Linked DNA regions of Arabidopsis thaliana: region 2 is linked to region 1. Evidence: chromatin contacts called from public targeted proximity ligation data. All regions are on one chromosome and are shown on one strand. The core of a region is the stretch at or near the end of the contact, and the rest is flanking DNA. Distances in the headings are between cores, read along the strand shown.

What was found.
Region 2: a contact with region 1 is called in a targeted proximity ligation map of shoot, with 18 read pairs. A contact is called at or near these places in 1 of 26 Hi-C or Micro-C datasets (vegetative nucleus) and 1 of 2 datasets of targeted methods (shoot).

The regions. Positions count from the first base shown.
Region 1 is chr1:17,448,629-17,453,470 of TAIR10.1, forward strand. AT1G47530 (MATE efflux family protein) reads left to right here and starts at 2,925. Exons shown (of 8, transcript NM_103646.4): 1 at 2,925-3,365; 2 at 3,761-3,956; 3 at 4,046-4,391; 4 at 4,488-4,574; 5 at 4,660-4,716; 6 at 4,809-4,842. The coding sequence starts at 3,096.
Region 2 is chr1:17,483,625-17,488,466 of TAIR10.1, forward strand. It overlaps DYW1 (Pentatricopeptide repeat (PPR) superfamily protein), which reads left to right and starts at 1,952. Exons shown (of 1, transcript NM_103651.4): 1 at 1,952-2,839. The coding sequence starts at 2,044. The coding sequence ends at 2,763. AT1G47578 (Biotin/lipoate A/B protein ligase family) reads left to right here and starts at 724. Exons shown (of 4, transcript NM_001198235.2): 1 at 724-877; 2 at 975-1,239; 3 at 1,324-1,474; 4 at 1,557-1,846. The coding sequence starts at 741. The coding sequence ends at 1,846. AT1G07393 (a small nucleolar RNA gene) reads right to left here and starts at 333; the gene lies at 281-333. It also overlaps the pseudogene ATPUP20.

The DNA of each region.
Region 1 (4,842 bases), core at 1,675-4,174:
GTTATCCATTTTAAAAAATACCACTCATCTGAACAGAATGACCAAATAACCCTTATCTAATAAAAACATGTAACTGGAACTGAAATTTTCCCACCAAATTTTTAGTGCCAAAATTTACTTTTCCCGCCAAAACAAAATTCCGCCAAACTTTTTTCCTGCCAAAAAGAAAATTTCCCGCCAAAATGTTTTTCCCGTAACAAATTTTTTCTCAACCAAAATAATCCTTTTAAAAATCCTTAGAAAGTTTTTTAAAAGCTTTGATAGTTATTAAAAACCCTTATAAATCATTTTAAAATCTTTATAAAGTCTTTAAAAACATATGTAAATACTTTAAAAATCCCTTTTAAACCTTTGTGAATCATTTTAAACCTTTTACAATAGTTTTAAAAGGATTTACAAGGATTTACAATGATTTTTAAACCTTTGTAAATCCTTTTAAAATCTTCTTAAAACTCTTATAAAGTCTTCACAATCATTTTTTAACTCTTAGAAACAAATTTGTTAGTATTTTAAAACATTTATTATTCTTTTTGAACCATTTTAAAACTCTTGTGAACCTTTACAAAAGGTTTTAAAAAAACTTACAAGAGTTTTTAAAGGATTTTAAAACTCTTGTAAATATTTTAATTTTTTTTTAAACTATTGTAAATCCTTTAAAACCCTTGTAAACCCTTGTAAACCATTTAAAAATCTTTTTAAAACTCTTGTAAACCCTTTTAATAATTTTGAACCATTTTAAACTCTTGTGAACCTTTACAAAAGGTTTTAAAAAGATTTATAAGAGTTTTTAAAGAGTTTTCTTTTAAATTCTTTAAAAATCTTTTAAAAACCCTTGTAAATATTTTAAACGCCTTAAAAATTCCTTGTAAATCTTTTAAAACACTTTTAAACCCTTTAAAAATCTTTTAAAACCCTTTAAAAATCCCTTGTAAATATTTTAAAACCCTTTTAAACCCTTTAAAGATCTTTTAAAATCCCTTGTAAATCTATTTCCAGCCAAAAAAATATTTTTGCGGGAAAAATGTTTTTGAGAAAAAAACTTTGATGGAAATTTTTTTTTCGAAATTTTTTGGTGGGAAATTTATTTTGGAATATTTTAGGCGAAAAAATATTAATATTTCATTTTGTTAACCTAAAACAATTTCGAAATATGAGTAAAATGGTCATTAAAAATTTAAAGAGGTATAAATGAAAATGGCAAATAAGAAAAGGTAGAATTGAAAAGGGGTAGTGTGGAAAGGACATTCTGAGCAATTATTCAATATTGTATGACTACTAAATTCTCATATGCAAATGTGAAATCAAATTTGTATTCAATCACTTGTTTATATAATGTCTGGTTCTTTAGATATTAGCTCACTTCAGGTAAGAAAACAAAATGTGGTAGCCTCATTACTTCATTAGTGCAAAGAAAGTGATTCTTTGGGATAAATTTGGATAATTTTGAATCAAAGCTGTAGTAGGACAATACACTTTTATAGTATTTTTTATTAAAGGGAAAACTCAACATCTAAAGGCAAGGAATATCCAACAGTTTGAACGCTAAACAATCAAGGGACAAGCAGAGCGTTTTCTAAATAAAGTTGCCGTTCTTTGAGAGCCGAGCTCGAACCGTAATCTGGCTTCATCACACACATAGTTCATCTTCCCGGTCGTCCCATCTCTGCAATCAGGAAAATGCAACCTCGATCCAAACCTCATATCACCTCTTTCCTTAATATTCTCCATAATATCTTTCACAATCACACCATCCATATCTCCTTCAGAGGCAATCGATGTAACCTTAAGCAGCTTAGGCCACCACGGTTTGATATTGTAACTAAATACTCACAAGAGTTAATCTATGTTAGTTTTCGAAACAAAAGAAATATGTGAACAAAACTAACAACCAAGGAGTGAAATCTTTTGAGTCCACATGCAATATGTGATACAACGAGGATTCATCCCTCTCAGTATAGACTAGTTATTCTGAAACATAGCTTCCTCACTACCGCAAGAATCCCATGATACAACAACTACGCTCTTACAACAATGGTTAATTTGATCACGATTCAATAATCATCTACCATGATTCACTCTCTTTTTGGTTAAAGTTCAAAGTAATATTTTCGCATTTCTTTGATATAAAACGATGTCGATTATTTGGTTCATGACTTTTTATTTCTCTTAGTTTCACAACAACTTCGCTCTCACAACAATGGTTAATTTGAGCACTAACCAATGACCAATTGACCATGCATGATTCACTCTCCTTTTGGTTAAGTTCAGACAGTGTAAAAGCTTTTCTTGTTACAAAATGCTGTCGATTTTTTGGTTCATCAATTTTATTAATTTCTTTTGCACTTTCACCAACACCTAATATTAAAAAGAAAATAAAAACAAGATCCACCAATTCAATGCGATAGGGTAAGTGACTAAATGTTCATTGCCGTTGTCACCCTTTGAACCCAATTTAGGACTCAAAGAGCCGTCTGATTATATTTAACCTTGGTCGAAGTATTTCTAACGAGCTGGTAAGTCCTCATTGGTCCATTATATTCACTGTCCACAATAATTTTAATTACTTGTACGACTCGGTTAACTCCTTCTAGGAAAAACTAAAGTGTACCTACCTAGTACATACGTACTTCTTCATATTACCACAAGTTTTTTTTTTTTTTTCTTGCATTCAACTACGTGTTTAAAGTTTCGGCCCCAAACTTCGGCCCAAAAACAAAAACCAAATAAACTATTACAAAAATCTTTGTTATCATATCACACTATCATTTCAAGTTTTCAACCAATCCATACTCTTAACAATCCCATTAAATTGAGATTTATTCATATTAAGAAATTATGCTGATAATATTTAACTACCAAATTAGGCCGATTCATACCAAAACTATAGAATATGTACTAAATAATTCCATTACCTTCGTTTAGTCATTTTTGGCGGTTTATTTCTTTTGGATAGATCTCATGTCAGACCTTTTTAGACTATTCATTATGGCACCTACCACACTAGTGTGTCTCCATCTTCTGTATTTATATACATATATCATAAGTCAGAACAAAGAGAAAGCAAAGAAGAGAAACTAAAACAGAGCTTTTTTCACATGGGAAAGGATAAGACTTTGCCGTTGCTTGACCCTCGTGAGCCACCGGAACTCACCGGAACCAAGTCGGCGTCAAAAGTATGGGCCAAAGAGTTCGGCGAAGAGTCGAAGCGGCTTTGGGAGTTAGCAGGACCAGCGATTTTCACTGCCATAAGTCAATACTCTCTTGGTGCTCTCACTCAGACTTTCTCCGGCCGTCTCGGTGAACTTGAGCTCGCCGCCGTCTCAGTTGAAAACTCTGTTATCTCCGGTCTTGCCTTCGGTGTCATGGTATGTTACGTAAACACCCTTCACACGTGTCAGGTTCTTGGTAATGGATAATGTGTTCTAATAATAGCCACAGAAATAAAAGTCAATATTTGAGGACTTTTTTTGTATTAATTAATATCAATATTCGTTAATATCAATGAAGTAGATTTTCCCATACATTTAAAATTGTTTCGTAATTGTGATTAAGTAAATCCTAACAGTGTGTTTTATATTCAAATAAAGTAGATATATTAATGTAGTTGAGTTCAGTGTTATAATATTTGTTATACAAGTAATCTCTACGAGGGTCCTTGTGTAAGCTCTCTTGAATTTTGTTGCTTGTCATTTAAGTTTCCTATGAAAAAAGCTTAGAGATCAAACAATATAAACATTTTGATGATGGAAAATGGTGGCAGTTAGGGATGGGGAGTGCATTGGAGACGTTGTGTGGACAAGCATATGGCGCGGGACAGATTAGGATGATGGGAATATATATGCAACGTTCATGGGTCATTCTCTTTACTACTGCTTTGTTTTTGCTTCCCGTCTACATTTGGGCTCCTCCTATTCTTTCCTTCTTCGGCGAGGCTCCTCACATCTCTAAAGCCGCGGGTATCATTCTTGTTATTCCTTTTTGCCAATTGGTTTTGAGTTTGGAGTCAATGTTCACGTAACAACTTCTGCGTTGTTATAATTTTCAGGGAAGTTCGCATTGTGGATGATCCCGCAACTATTTGCCTATGCAGCCAACTTCCCGATACAGAAATTCTTGCAGTCACAGAGGAAAGTTCTTGTGATGGCTTGGATCTCTGGAGTGGTTTTAGTTATACATGCAGTTTTTAGCTGGCTCTTCATTCTTTACTTTAAGTGGGGACTTGTAGGTGCAGCTATCACTCTCAATACCTCGTGGTGGTTGATTGTTATTGGTCAGCTTTTGTATATCTTAATCACCAAATCAGACGGTGCGTGGACTGGATTTTCTATGCTAGCGTTTCGGGACCTCTATGGATTTGTCAAACTTTCCTTAGCCTCTGCTCTTATGCTTTGGTACCTATCCAATTTTTTTTGGCTAGAAGATAGCTTTAGACTTACGTTAGCTGAGACTTCGCTTGTAATGAAAGGTTAGTTGTTTTTGTTTTGCAGTTTGGAGTTTTGGTACTTGATGGTTCTGGTTGTTGTTACCGGTCTCCTTCCTAACCCGTTGATACCAGTCGATGCCATCTCCATTTGGTAATCAATTTGTGCTGATCTTTGGTTAGTTTCTCACTGAAAATAGGTTTGTTTAGTAACATATTTTATGTTTTGGGGTTCACAGCATGAATATAGAAGGGTGGACTGCCATGATTTCGATCGGGTTTAACGCTGCGATTAGGTAAGTTCTCTACCTTTATGTTTCAGGAGCCACATTTGGAAAGCTAATAAAAATCTCATGAACTGGTGAACTTTGTCTCTTGGTGTGATCAGTGTGAGAGTATCGAATGAGCTGGGTGCAGGAAAC
Region 2 (4,842 bases), core at 702-3,201, 34 kb after region 1:
ATTACACTAAAGCAGCTCATTTACGGTCCTTTTTTCCATATTACCCATGTGTCAAAATATAATTTGGTAATCATCGTCAGATGTGACAAGCAGATAAGTTTTCTAGTTTGCTAATGTTAATTCTGTAATCATCGTCAAATAATCAGATTCAAGTTCAACCAGAAATAAAGCATTAAACAAAAAAATCGATCTTTTATCATTTCATGGCCAAATCAATGCGGCTAGCAAATTCAGCTTATCAATTACAACCAATTCTATAAAGAACAAAAAAATCAAAAGGTGGCTCAGAAGTGCTTGAAAGGTAATCACGAGATTAAAAAATCTCAATCATGTGATAAAAGGTCATTTTTTCTTCATCATCACCACCATTTTTGTTTTCACAGAAAAACTTCAAATACAAAATTGCAAATACCGTAAAACAACAAACTCAAGGTTGATCTTAAAAGGATAACAAAAACCAGAATCTGTAAGCTTTAGCTAGCTCGAAAAGATAATTTTGACAAACAGAGATTTAAAGATTTGCAGTTCTCAATAACTTCTCAGTGTATCAGTTGTATTATATATATAGTGAACCCAGAAATTAGGGCAAACCCTCTGTTAAAAGACCAAAATAGCCCTAACAATGTTCAATTATTTCGAAAATACTCTCACAGTTTCCTTGGTGTCTCCGCCATTACTCCAAAACTTCTGCTTCTTCGAAATTTCTAAGCCTTAAAGTTTGATAATTTATCTCGAAAGACATGGTTTTTTCCGTTGCAACAAGCTCTGTTACGAACCCAAAGCTCCATCATCACCACCATCTTAGTGACTTCAACAGAAACAGAGTATCTACATCTCTCAAGATAATGAACTCGAAGAATCACACAAACCCAAGAAAGTAATGTTCCTCTCTCTTTATTTTCTCTTTGAGGAATTTTAACGAACACGTTACGTGCATTCTTCAACAATGCATAACAGAGTATACATTTTTACAGGTGTGAGTGTTTTGATCTCTACGATCAATTAATTCCATACAAGAAAGCTTGGTCATGGCAAAAAAGCATTCTCAATGAGAAAAAAGCTTTGATTGATAAAAACCAAGAGTGTTCAGATTCATTAATTATACTACAACATCCTTCTGTTTACACAATGGGAACTGGAAGCTCAGAGAATTATCTCAATTTCGACATAAAGAATGCTCCTTTCGATGTTTATAGAACAGAACGTGGTGGTGAAGTTACTTATCATGGTCCTGGTCAGGTAAAACACAATGAGTCTCCTTTGTTTTCTTCTCAAATTCATCAATATTGAAGCTAATGGTTTGTCAATGAATGTGAAATGTAGCTAGTTATGTATCCTATAATCAATCTACGGAATCACAAAATGGATCTTCATTGGTACTTAAGGAAGCTTGAGGAAGTAGTTATTCGTGTTCTTTCTTCGGCTTTCGCCATCAATGCTTCTCGTCTCGACGGTTTTACTGGAGTTTGGGTTGGTATGTTTGTTCATAATCTTCACTTCTTACTGTGGTTTGATCTGATTCTTGCTAGTGAACTAATACATATGTATTTATATAGGCAACAAAAAAATGGCGGCGATAGGTATTCGTGTGTCGAAATGGATGACATATCATGGTCTAGCTCTTAATGTTACAACAGATTTAACACCCTTTAACTCCATAGTTCCATGTGGGATAAGGAACCGTGGGGTTGGAAGCGTAAAGGGTTTGATTGAGGATGGAGAACATTATAATAAGCTTGAAGATTTGCAGTTGTTAGATATAGCTCATGAGTCGTTACTAAAGGAATTCTCTGAAGTTTTTCAGCTTCAGATGGAAAAGCAAACAGTATTCAAATTGGAATGCTGAAGGATTTTGTGGTTCTTACTTAGCTTACAAGTGATTTATGGGATGGTGGTTATGCAGGAAACCTTTTGTGGACCAGTGATTTTATTGGCAGTTTGTTAAGTTGTTTGTTTTCTTGTAGATATGTGTGTGAGAGATTTGATTTCTCTATTTCTCTCTCCAAAGAAAGCTTATCTGCTTCTTGGATTGACCACAAAGGGATGGCTCTGGAAGCTGCTTTCTCCATGAGTTTTTGCTCCTTCTCTGTCCCTAAAGCAATCTTCTGTGAGAGAGAAACTTCATCTTTTCAACGAATCACCTCGAGAGCAAAGGGAATTGCGGGTGAGAGTCAAGTTCAAAGCTCTGATGGAGTTGAGACTCAAGTCAAGGAAACTTCTCCCAAAGTATTTGATAAACTGCCTGAAAGAAATTTAGATACTTGGAGCGGTGGCAGAGAAACAGCAAGAGGACTTTCAGGTTCAGTAGTAAGAAACACTGTACGAAAAGATACTACTTTACGACATATCTCACCTTCTAGTCATTCAACAAAGGTTAGAGGAGATAAGCCAGAGATTTCAGGGGGTGAGAAGAAAGCTATTGTAGATAGAAGCAAGGCCTACGTAAAGCTGAAATCTTTAGGGAAAGAAGTGAGAGACGCAGGCTATGTACCAGAGACTAAGTATGTTCTTCACGACATTGATGAAGAAGCTAAAGAGAAAGCCTTGATGCATCATAGTGAACGGTTAGCTATTGCTTTCGGGATTATAAACACTCCTCCAGGGACGACAATAAGGGTGATGAAGAATCTGAGGATATGTGGAGATTGCCATAACTTCATAAAGATATTATCGAGTATCGAAGATAGAGAGATCATTGTAAGAGATAACAAGAGGTTCCATCATTTTAGAGATGGTAACTGCTCTTGTGGAGATTATTGGTAGACTTTTGTATTAAAAGATGTGAAATTCTACAAAGTTATACTAAACTATGGGCATAAGCCATTTATGCAACTTCCAATGCTTTTTCCTCAAACGTTTATTTATCATCGAGTATTGAAGATAGATAGATCATTGTAAGAGATAACAAGACGTTTCATCATTTTAGAGATAGTAGCTGCTCTTGTGGAGATTATCTGCCAACTCTCTAACAAACATATTTACTCAAACTTGATCTCTTTAAAAGGCATCAGTGAAATGGACAAACACTAAATAAATAGGATCACAATTATACATACAAATCATTAATCATACTCTTACTAATTCAGTTTGGCTTGCTATTTCCTGTTTCTTAATAGCCTTGTACAAGGAATATACATAAGATGCAAACCCAAGGATCCCAGCTAACAGAGCTCCTCCCTTAAACCATCCAATGTCGTCATCCATAAACCGAAACGCCAACACAACGAAAATGTTCGCTACAGGTGTCGCGGAGAAGCTGACAACATTAGAGAAAAGGGAAGAAGCCAAACACACAAGACCCACAAGCCCTAAAGACATTACTTGCCATGCAAGTGATAATCCGATAAGACTCAAAACGTAAAGTGGCTTCCCCGTTTTAAACGTCTCGAAATCTTCCTTGATATCTTTGAACTCACCGCTTACAAACAATCCAACCAAACATATCAACGTTGCAATCATAGAAGCATTGGTTTGCATCAACATCACCGCGGAAACTCTACTCTCTGTCTTAGGTATAACCTTTTGGAACCCTAATTGCATGATACATAGAGATAAAGAGAAGGCTACCGTGCCAAAGAAGCTACACCAAGCACCGTAGCTCATTTTCCATCCTTCACTTTCGCAGGGATAATAGGCATCATCCGAAGATGTAATGCCCGTAGCAACTCCAGAAAGGACGATGGATAATATGATCCAACGGTTGAATTTGTGTTTGTTAATAATCGCTGTAAATATGGAAGTGAAGATCAATTGTGTAGTAAAGATCCAAAAGAAGAACACACAATGAGTTCTCCCAATTGCGTAGAGTTGGCTATAAGCCGAAAAGAGGACACCGAGAGAGATGTAAAGAAGAAAGAGTTTTCCAAAAGAAGAAGAAGATTGAGTTTCTCCATGAGTGGAGAATAAAGAACGCCACAAGAGAAGAAGGAAGGCTATAGATGGAAACGCAGCGTTTTGGAGAAAAGATTGAAGCCAGGTTCCTTTAAATTGTTTTGGATCGTCACAAGCATCACGTCCTGTTTGGATGAAGTAGTAGTTTAAAAGAAGTGTTGATAAAACACGTCCTGTTACGACAAAACCAGAGCAGACAAAGATACAAATCCACCAGTTTCGTGTCTTGAGAATTTGTGACCGATCAGAAGCTATTGATGTCGTTGCTCTTGGTTGATTCTTAACTCCAATATTAGCTTCTTCTTCTTGAAATAAACCAACAAAAGAAAAGATGTACTTTATATTATTTCAACTTGTATAGATTAACACATTATCGGTGTAATATGAATACACATTCAATAAAAAAAAAAGGAAGATATGTATACACATACCTTGTGTTATTCTATCCGGAGATTCGGTGTATAAACCCATGAAAGTTCCTTGTGGAGAATGGACTACAAATATTTGAAGAAAGTTTCACTCTAAATGGATTTTGCTCATACCATGATCACATATATGAATTTGCTCATACCAACATATAGATCACATACAGTTATTAGTTATGAATATATGATATGCATTATTATATACGGTCAAATAAGCAAGATTAAAAGATATATAATCAAACATGCCAGATTGCCAGCTAGTACCCAACTGGGAGAAAAATTCAACGCGGCGCAAATGATCTATTATGTCGAATCAAAGCAAAAAAGATAACTTCGTAATGCTTCAAACCAAAGCAAAACTGAATTATTTGCCACATGAAATTGAATATATCGTGGGTAGACAAAGCGCAAATAATGAATTCATATTTGATAAACTAGTTCTCAATTTTGTGGAGTCTTTCTACCTTTAGAATTAAGTCATTGCTAATACAATTTTGACTATGCGTAAGTTTCCATGACCAGGTAG